Regions from separate parts of the Mus musculus genome. Here all the other regions are linked to region 1. A link is a contact called in public HiChIP or PLAC-seq data. All regions are on one chromosome and are shown on one strand. The core of a region is the stretch at or near the end of the contact, and the rest is flanking DNA. Distances in the headings are between cores, read along the strand shown. Region 1 overlaps Chuk (conserved helix-loop-helix ubiquitous kinase). Region 2 has its middle 6.7 kb from the start of Abcc2. Region 3 has its middle 19 kb from the start of Scd1.

Region 1 (2,995 bases), core at 304-2,803:
TTTCCTTAGTGTTTTCTCACCTAAGTTTTGAGGCAGGATCTATTACTAAACCTGGAGCTCACTGAGTTAGACTGACTAGCCAGTGAGCTCGTAGGATCTGTGTCCCTCCCAAGCCTCTTAGTACTGGGGGTACAAGCACACTCTGTCATGTACTAAGCTGAGATAATCATGCGTGCAAGGCAAGCACTCTACCCACTGAGCTGTCACCCTGATAATAATCCTAACCAGACTTAGATTTCTTTCTTTCTTTTTTTTTTTTTTTTTTGTTTGTTTTTTTTTTGTTTTTTCGAGACAGGGTTTTTCTGTGTATCCCTGGCTGTCCTGGAACTCACTCTGTAGACCAGGCTGGCCTCGAACTCAGAAATTTGCCTCCCTCTGCCTCCCAAGTGCTGGGATTAAAGGCGTGCACCACCATTCCCGGCCAGACTTAGATTTCGTATTAATAGTGTAAAATCACTCAGCTGTAATGACTTGGAAGTAGTAGTTGCTGAGTGATCTTAGTTAAAGAAGGTTGTTTAATCACAGACTCCACAGGCAGGAAATAGGCCAGCTAGTTCTCTGAATTGATAATAGAAATTTAGGTTCTGGAGTTTGGATACTGTGTGTTTGCAAATTGTTATTCAATGTTTCTGAATGTTGATAATTTTGTTTTGTTTTGCTATGGCTTAGGTTAAGTCTTCTTAGATATAATGCTAACTTGACAAAAATGAAGAATACTTTGATCTCAGCATCACAGCAACTCAAAGCTAAATTGGAGTTTTTTCGAAAAAGCATTCAGCTTGACTTGGAGAGATATAGTGAGCAGATGACTTATGGGATATGTAAGTGTCGGGCTGTAACGTATTTGTAAGGATGTCCAGTCTCTCAAAACCATCTGCTCTTTGTTGACACATAGCCAGTTATTTAACTTCACAACAGAACAACACACAGGATAACTTAAGTCATCAAACTGTTTTTGTTTTGAGGGTTAGCTCATTTCATTCCTTAATTGAGCAACTTATTTCATAATTGTAATAGAATGACTTAACTCTAGAGAAGATGAATAAGAGACTTAAGACTATGAAATTTAAGTCTTATTTTAGGAAGGCACACCGAGTCTGTACTGGGATGACTTCTTAGCAGACACTGTACTGCAATGTGTGCTTCCCCCAATCGGGTACTGAAACCAAGAGCCTTGAGATAATGGTAGGAACTCTGGGAAATGATTAAGTCACAAAGGGACCTTCATGGATGAATTGTTTCCTTTAACAAAAGACTGAGATTCCTGCGCCCTTCCTGCCAGGAGAGGACACAAAAGGCAGCCATCTAGGAGCCAAATCTTCTTACTTTCCAACACTCAGAAATGAATTTCCATGGATATTTGCCACCTAGAGTACATTTGCCTTTGTTTTCTAGTTTTGTTCTAGCAGTGTAGCAGCCCAAATGGACTAACACAGCCAGGGGAATCTTAAATTAATCTGGTTTTCTGTTTAAAATATACATACATACATACATACATACATACATACATACATACATACATACGATTTCCAAGGTCCTGGTTTTTTCTGACCATCTGCTGTGGGGTTCAGGCTGCTGTTTCCTCCACACAGTACAACCTTAGCTTCCCTCAGATGTGTTACGGATTTATAAAGAGTTAAAATTCAAATAAACTGAGTTTTCTGATTTCATGAAACATCTCTTTTTTAAGGAAGTAGGTTCTGTTTATATTTGTATTTGACAAAGTTATGGATATCTCAGAATGTCCAGTTAGTGTCCAGTTAGTGATCAGAAGTGTCTAGTTAGTGAATATGTTTATCTTCCAGTGCTATTTCTTTGTTTGCATATTATAGGCATTCTTGTGAATGACAAAACATAATTATTTCATTAAGCATCTTTGACTTGTCATAGGCATACTGTACGACTAGTGAAGTACTAGTTAACATAGTGAAATAGATCTAGTTGTGCTGACACTAACATATCAGTAGAATATTTGACAGTGACTCTCTTGTTACTTTTCTCTTGTAGTGAACAAGGAACTTATAAAAGAAAGCATTTAGTCGGGGGTTGTTTACACAGGGTGAGCCCTTGACCAGCATGGTGACTGGCAGGCAGGCAGGCATGGCTCCAGCTGTAAGCTGAGTGCTTACATCTGATCCACAGGCAGGAGGCAGAGAGAGCAGACTGGGCCTAGCATGGGTTTCTGAAACTCAAAGCCCACTTCCACTGACAAATTTTCCAACAAGGCCGAACCTCCTAATTATTTCTAAACAGTTTACCACCCGGGAACCAAATATTCAAGTATATGAGCCTGTGGGGGCCATTCTCAGGAAACCACCACAGTGATAATTCAATTGTGAGGAAAGCATGCATAGATTAGGTTGTCTTGTGAGAGAATAGAGACTGTATCTTGTAACAGTCACTTTAGTGAGAACACTTGAGTAAAGGGACAGGCCTTTCTTTTTATACTTTTTATGTATTTTACAGTACTGGGAATTGAACCTAGTCCCTTGTGTTGTTTTTGATACAAGATCTTTATTTATGTTGTTTTGGGTGGCCTGGAATTGACTACATAGACCAGGCTGGCCTTGATCTCCCAGAGACCTGTCTGCTTCTGCATCCCAATCTGGCATGAAAACACGTGCAGCCAAACTCAAAGCCTTGTGTACACTAGGCAACTCCTCTACTACCAAGCAACATTCCTAGCCAACAATTAGCTTTCTGAAACCTGTTTATGTATTACTTTAAGATAAGTTTTTTGGAGGGGAAAAATATATATTATTCTCCTGTAACTTCCATAACAGCTCTGTGGCTTAAAACAGTATAGATGTAAAAGCTCAGAATTTCATGGCTAAAATCTAAAAATCAAGGTGCTAGCTATGCCTTGATTCTGGAAATTTGCAAAAACAGATGATTTGCTAGCTCTCCGGACGACCAGCCATGCTGACTGTCCTTCCTTCGGCTTCCCGCTTGACTTGTCATCACCATTCTCCTTTGTGTTTCTGTGTACCCCGCC
Region 2 (2,995 bases), core at 250-2,749, 310 kb after region 1:
GTACTTAAAACAAACAAACAAACAAATCCATGGATCAAATCAAAACTAACATCATTTAAATATTTGTACTGTGAAATTATTTTCCTTTCAATTGCTAAAACCTAGACTATAGTGAAATCCTTCCTAAAGGATTAAATTGCAAAGAACATGTTTAAATAATAAATTAACTTGTTAAATTATAAGTTAGACTTAAAAAAAAAGAAAGAAAGAAAGGAAAGGTGCTTACTGAAAGGAAGTTTATGTGGGTTTCTAAGTTCATACTTTCAAAAATAATAAAAGTTGGTCTAACAAGTGGGTAGAGGTGCTTGCCAAAGAGCTTGCCAGACTGGGTTTGTTCTCTGGAGCCCAGGTACCAGTGAAAGAAGAGTAGCCACTCCCCAGAGCTGTCCTCTCATGTTTATGCATGGCAAACATACGAAATGAAAATAATCGAAGTTATAAAAGCTACCAATGGCACTGAAGCATATTCCTGGCAGGCTCCTAGAAGACACTTTGTTTAGGGGTTGTGGGGCTTTTGTGGGAAGGACTGTGTTGTTTCTTACTGTGTAACCCAGGCTAGCTGGAACTTCCGATCGTCAAGCTTCAATCTCCTGTGAGTGTTGAAATTACAGCTTTTAACCTTTACAAACCAGACAGAATGGCATGTCTTCTATAAATTGTTCTCTGGATAGCAAGATAGCAACATAGAAAAAGCAATGATTTTTTTTTTTTTAGATCTTTACTTCATACCATCCCATAAAACATAATCTTGGCAAATCGTAACACAAGGGTAAACAGACTAGCATGAAGAACTGTGCAGTAGAAGGAAGATACTCCTCTGAGTTCTGAAAAAATAGGTGATATAGAAAACAAGAAAACACAATTTAGTCTTTTTTCAAAAGGGAATTTCTAAAACAAATACAGTTATGAAGTAGCCAGATAGAAAATTTATCTGACATAAATTACATATAGAGAGGTCACTTTGGGCTGTAATATCATGGAGAAACATTTAATTTTACTAGCACTAAGTACATTACTAGCAAAAATTGTATAATTTTTCTTGAGACAAGGTCTCACTGTATTGACTAGACTAGCCTCAAATTTCATGGTCAAGGCTTTTATGTTTTGCTAACAATTAGGTTTTCTATGAACCATAATCAAATATCCTACAATACCTTAAACTCTATAATTTCATTTTAAAATCTTTTACTACGGAGGTTGCATCTGAAGTGCCACGGGCAACCAAGGCAGGCATGCGAATTTGTGCTGAACGAGCGAATGCTGTTCTCCAAACCATGACTTTGACATGAGAGACAACTGCGTTGTGTCAGCATTACTTAAGAGACTCTCTGTGGCCTCTAGAGACAGGAAGGACTATCACCTCCTATCTTGTGATGCGACCCTTGAGAAATCGGTTACAAAAACGAGTAAACACGACGACCTACGGGGCAGTGTCCTATCCTCGCAGAAACAACAGGCTCTGAGAAATCTCAAGTATAAAGTGCCTTCCCCGAGAAGCAGACTCAGACTCAGTGCAGATTCAGCAAGTTCCAACAAACTTCGGAGGCCTTTGAACTCAGTCTAACCAGGAGACTTATCTTACTAGAAAGATTGCACTTCCAAAGATAGGTTATCTCTCGCAAATTGTTGGTACATTGTGTAGCTCTAACTTTCTTAACCCTTAGCAACTGCTAGTCTGGGAGCTGGTTCAATTTTGCATTTGTTTAGGACCCTTGCAAAGGTCCTTGGATGAAAATATTTGTTGGTTTATATAACTAACCCCCCCCCCCCAAAAAAAACCCTACAGTTCACACAATTCATTCCAGAGGCTCTATTCCATCACTCTCTGATTTTTGTTTTTTGACATGTTAGTTTAATTCTTAACTAGATGCAAGATTACCTTAATAGCTTCAGGCAGGACTCATCTCTAGATATAATATACATTCATCAAGAAAGGACTGTTTTCAGGAGGACTTCCAAAAGTAGAAGCAAACTTTCTGGCCTCTCAAATGATACAAGTTCCTCAGTCAAACCCTCACTGGGGAGTGAGGACGGAGGTCCTTAATGAGACCCATCCTTGAGCCTGTGCGGAGGACAGCCTGCTCTAAGTCACTGATACTTCGTGGAAAGGAGCAAGGGTTGTGTTCTAGTACAGACTCAGGATAATATGGGAACAAACTATTTTCATACCAGAAGAGGACTTAAAATGGTTTTTTGGTTTTTGGTCTTTTGGTTTTTGGTTTTTTGGGTGTTTTGTTTTGTTTTTCGAGACAGGGTTTCTCTGTATAGCCCTGGCTGTCCTGGAACTCACTCTGTAGACCAGGCTGGCCTCGAACTCAGAAATCCACCTGCCTCTGCCTCCCAAGTGCTGGGATTAAAGACGTACACCACCACGCCTGGCAAAATGTTTTTTTAAAAATACCTAAAATATAACAAAAATACAAATGGAAAAGATAGAAAAGATTCAACAGGAGACAAGCTAATTGTGCAAAACTCACTCTGCTTCCATCTACACAAATGCTGCACATTTGCCTCTGTTGTTCTCATCAGCCAATGAAAGGAGGGAAACTTAGTAACCTAATTAGTAAAGATAACCACAAACTTATGGTCTGGTGGTCAATAATCTTATGGGGCAAGGCACTGGGGAGGGAGGATCCTTTCTGATAGTTCCAGAAAAACATCTTTGGTAGGATTGTATCTGTGCTGTGCTCCTATCTCTGGGCCAATGAATAGAAACAAACAAATGAGGGATTCTGACTGTCTGGCTTGGGTCATGTGGGGTCTCCTATAGGCAAGGAAAATGAAGTTATATGGCTGACAATGTTACGGAGCAGGGGGGTGGGGGTGGGAAGTCGTGATCCAAGGACAGCTTCAGAGACGGAAACATTGAAATGGAATGTTGTATAAGTTAGGCGTGCAATGCATTCACCACTTGTGTTATTTAAAAGTGGTTCCTGGCAGACTCGGTGATATAGGCTTGGTGTTGTCACTGCTCCGGGGGGTTGGGGAGAGGGGG
Region 3 (2,995 bases), core at 147-2,646, 300 kb before region 1:
CCACATGCTGCTTTAATCCCCTTTCTCTACCACGGCAGCTTGCCTAACTGTGCTCTCCTCCCCAAGCAAGCTCTGAGACCCTCAAGGCTACCTTCCTCTATTAGAACTGTCTCCCTGCTCCTAAAACAGATAGCACTGGATAGAATCAGGGAACAATCTCCTGTCTTCTTTTAGATTCTAACTCTGCTACCAACTGTGGGAAATGTCACAGGGAGAGTTCTCTTCTGTGACCCAGAGTTAACTACGTTGATTCTTGAATGTTGACCTTAGGGCAAGTGCCACAATCCCTAATTACAGGCAGCAAGGACTCTATTCTGAGGTTGCCAGAGGCAGAACACTCCCCCTTTGATGACCCAACTCTGCCTTTCCCCACAGTGCAGCTAAGCCTGCCACACCCAAGCCACAGAGGTACAGTGGTTCAGTGATTTGTCCAATGGTCTCAGAGAGACCCTTTGTCTTGACTATGCCCCACCCAGGCTTTAGTGGAAAGGCCAGAGATGGCTCAAGCTTGCTTGTGGCTCTAGTCTTATTCCTTTATAAAGATTCCAGACCAATAGAAGGATTCTCTTTAATTCACATACATGTATACTTAAAAATAAACACACAGGCACACACACACACAATTTGAAGAGGAATCAACTTTAACACACACACACAGGCACACACACATACAATTTGAAGAGGAATCAACTTAAACACACACACACACACACACACACACACACAGAGTCACCATTCAGTTATAATGGGCTTTCTATGTCTAGCTCCAGAGCATTAGGCTGCTCCACAGATAACATCTGCTAACTGTTCAGTTGTTTCTGTGGATGGTCCTGTTGTAGACATTTGTGTAAAAATTCTTAAGAACATTGTGGATGTCTGCAGCTGATTTGGGCACACGAGTAGGAGTGGAGTGACTCACTCACTGACCTTTTCCACGGTGGAGCAACCTTTTTAAACTTTCACTACCAATGTTCGCGTGATAACCTTCATTCTTCACGCGAACTCACTGTCCCCCGTTCCTCCAGTCTTTCACAAAAGCCTGTTCCCATCAACCCAGCCCTTTGTCCCTAAAGTACGACGTGGCAAGAGAAGCTGCACCTTGAGTAACTTCAGTTTCTGCCAACTAAAGCTTCCTGCCATGTTTTTTTCCTGGATCAAGGACAGTGTGAGGAGGAGCCATTTCACTGGGGTCACTAGGGCATTTCTCAGTGACCCGCGACACCTCCGAAAGCACTGTGAGCCTCCACAAACTGAGCTGGGGGTGGAGAGGCCGTGCAGAAGCTCCGCCTGCTCTTCTGGGGTGGGCGTTGAACCCTCAGCCCCACACCTTGGCCCCTCGCGCTCGCCCGAGGCTGGTCCTGGGTGCGGACACCCAGAGAGGCACGCCCTCCCGGGGTTATTCTCGGTCAGCACCCGCCCTCGGGGTCACTCGCGTTCACTCGGCCCACAGCGCCTGACCCCGCGCAGCCAATCAGCAGCCGCGCTGCGGCTCTGCCGGTCTGGAGGTGCGTGCGCACTTTGCGGTCTGGAGCCGGAGGAGAGCTAACTTGTTAAGTCCTATGTAGACACTGGCATCCCTCCTGCAGGGGAGAAAGGCAGGGAACTCGCGTGTGGCCTCTGGTCCAGGGCTGCCTTTTAGGTAGCGATTCCTACACTGAACAGACAGTAGACAGGGTGCGTTGTACTTAATCTGCACAGCGCGGGACCAGAGCTCCACTAACTCAGAACAGATTAAAGACCGGGCGGTCAAGGAGAGACCGGACAGGAAAGCAGTCTTCAGGAACCTTCCAGGTTGATGTCTCCAGGGATGAAGGAGTAGGAAGAGGGTAGGAAGGGGAAAGTACAGAAAAAGGCTGTGAATACCCGCCTGAAGAACCCAGAGTTTCGCTGTTTCTTAGAAAAACAAAACCTTTTGAGACAAGGTCTCACTGTGTAATCCTGGCTGGCCTGGAACCCGCTATGTGTAGAAATTCGTAGAAATCCGTCTGACTCCTGAGTGCTGACATTAAAGGCGAATGGCCTGATTGTTTCTCGTGAAGAGTCTTGTGCATGTAGGACAGAAAACTATGTTTCAGAAAGTTACTGTGTTGGCCGCAGTAGAGCAGAGGGCAGCCGCCTAGGGCTGGAAGGTCAGATCCTAGTTTTGATACAACTCCTGGGACTGGCAGGGACCTATCTGACTGCACGTGAGAAGAGCAGCATGGACTTGGGAAAGGGGACCTCTGAGAGGTGTTTGGAGCAGAGCACTCTGGGAAGTAGAACACGATGGAATTTTATCTTTAGTGGCAGCAAAGCCAGTGTTCACCCCTGCCAGCGTCAGAAAAAAAAAGCACCTTTGGGAAGAGAAGAGAGTAGGAATTTAGTTTCTGACATGAGAGTTGGGGTTGTAAGAAACCTTACATGCTTGTGGAAATATTACCCTGGGAATCTAAAGGTTATCGAGAGAAACAGAATAAGACTTCTCAATGACAGTGCAGCATGGTAACAAAACAATGTACAGAGCAAAGAGGCAGAAAAACACCAAACTCCCCCAATCAAAACCAAGCAAGCAACTAGACAGTGGCCTAACCACACACACAAAACTACAGTGGTGTTGTGTAACTGAAAATTAATTCCAAGTGCCAGCAAGAAGAGCTCTGGTGAAATACCTTTGGATTTCTGCCTCGTACTTTTTTCTTTTTTAATAGGTCAGTTAACATTTGAGGAAATACTTCGCAGTCATTAAGACTTTTAAAATGGTGATTCATGGATTTAGCATATGCAGAGCCCTGGTTCAAGTCCTAACCACAACCATCTTCTTGCTGAGTTGTGAAACTATTAATTGTCATTAAAAAAAAATGCTTAGTGAGGAGCTGGAGAGATGGCTCAGTGGTTAAGAGCACTGACTGCTCTTCCAGAGGTCCTGAGTTCAATTCCCAGCAACCACAGAGTGGCTCACAACCATCTGTAACAGGATTCGCTGCCCTCTTCTGGTGTATCTGAAGACAGTGACAGT

What was found. HiChIP or PLAC-seq counts read pairs in DNA pulled down with a chosen protein or histone mark.
Region 2: an H3K27ac HiChIP or PLAC-seq map of extraembryonic endoderm stem cells shows a contact between it and region 1. The contact joins two enhancer-like sites. A contact is called at or near these places in 1 of 39 promoter capture datasets (neural stem cells), 2 of 115 datasets of contacts at active chromatin or transcription factors (embryonic stem cells and extraembryonic endoderm stem cells) and 2 of 9 other capture datasets (adipose tissue and pancreatic islet).
Region 3: an H3K27ac HiChIP or PLAC-seq map of extraembryonic endoderm stem cells shows a contact between it and region 1. The contact joins two enhancer-like sites. A contact is called at or near these places in 1 of 115 datasets of contacts at active chromatin or transcription factors (extraembryonic endoderm stem cells) and 1 of 9 other capture datasets (adipose tissue).

The regions. Positions count from the first base shown.
Region 1 is chr19:44,084,734-44,087,728 of GRCm38.p6, reverse strand. It overlaps Chuk (conserved helix-loop-helix ubiquitous kinase), which reads left to right. Exons shown (of 21, transcript NM_007700.2): 13 at 670-821. Among named protein-coding and RNA genes, the nearest start is that of Erlin1, 16 kb to the right of the region's middle. Within about 2 kb of position 1,553, at least 12 of the 459 cell types and tissues checked have an H3K27ac peak or open chromatin away from gene starts, as enhancers often do. A contact at or near this core is called in extraembryonic endoderm stem cells, where this site is marked.
Region 2 is chr19:43,774,150-43,777,144 of GRCm38.p6, reverse strand. No RefSeq gene overlaps it. Among named protein-coding and RNA genes, the nearest start is that of Abcc2, 6.7 kb to the left of the region's middle. Within about 2 kb of position 1,499, at least 15 of the 459 cell types and tissues checked have an H3K27ac peak or open chromatin away from gene starts, as enhancers often do. A contact at or near this core is called in extraembryonic endoderm stem cells, where this site is marked.
Region 3 is chr19:44,387,097-44,390,091 of GRCm38.p6, reverse strand. No RefSeq gene overlaps it. Among named protein-coding and RNA genes, the nearest start is that of Scd1, 19 kb to the left of the region's middle. Within about 2 kb of position 1,396, at least 425 of the 459 cell types and tissues checked have an H3K27ac peak or open chromatin away from gene starts, as enhancers often do. A contact at or near this core is called in extraembryonic endoderm stem cells, where this site is marked.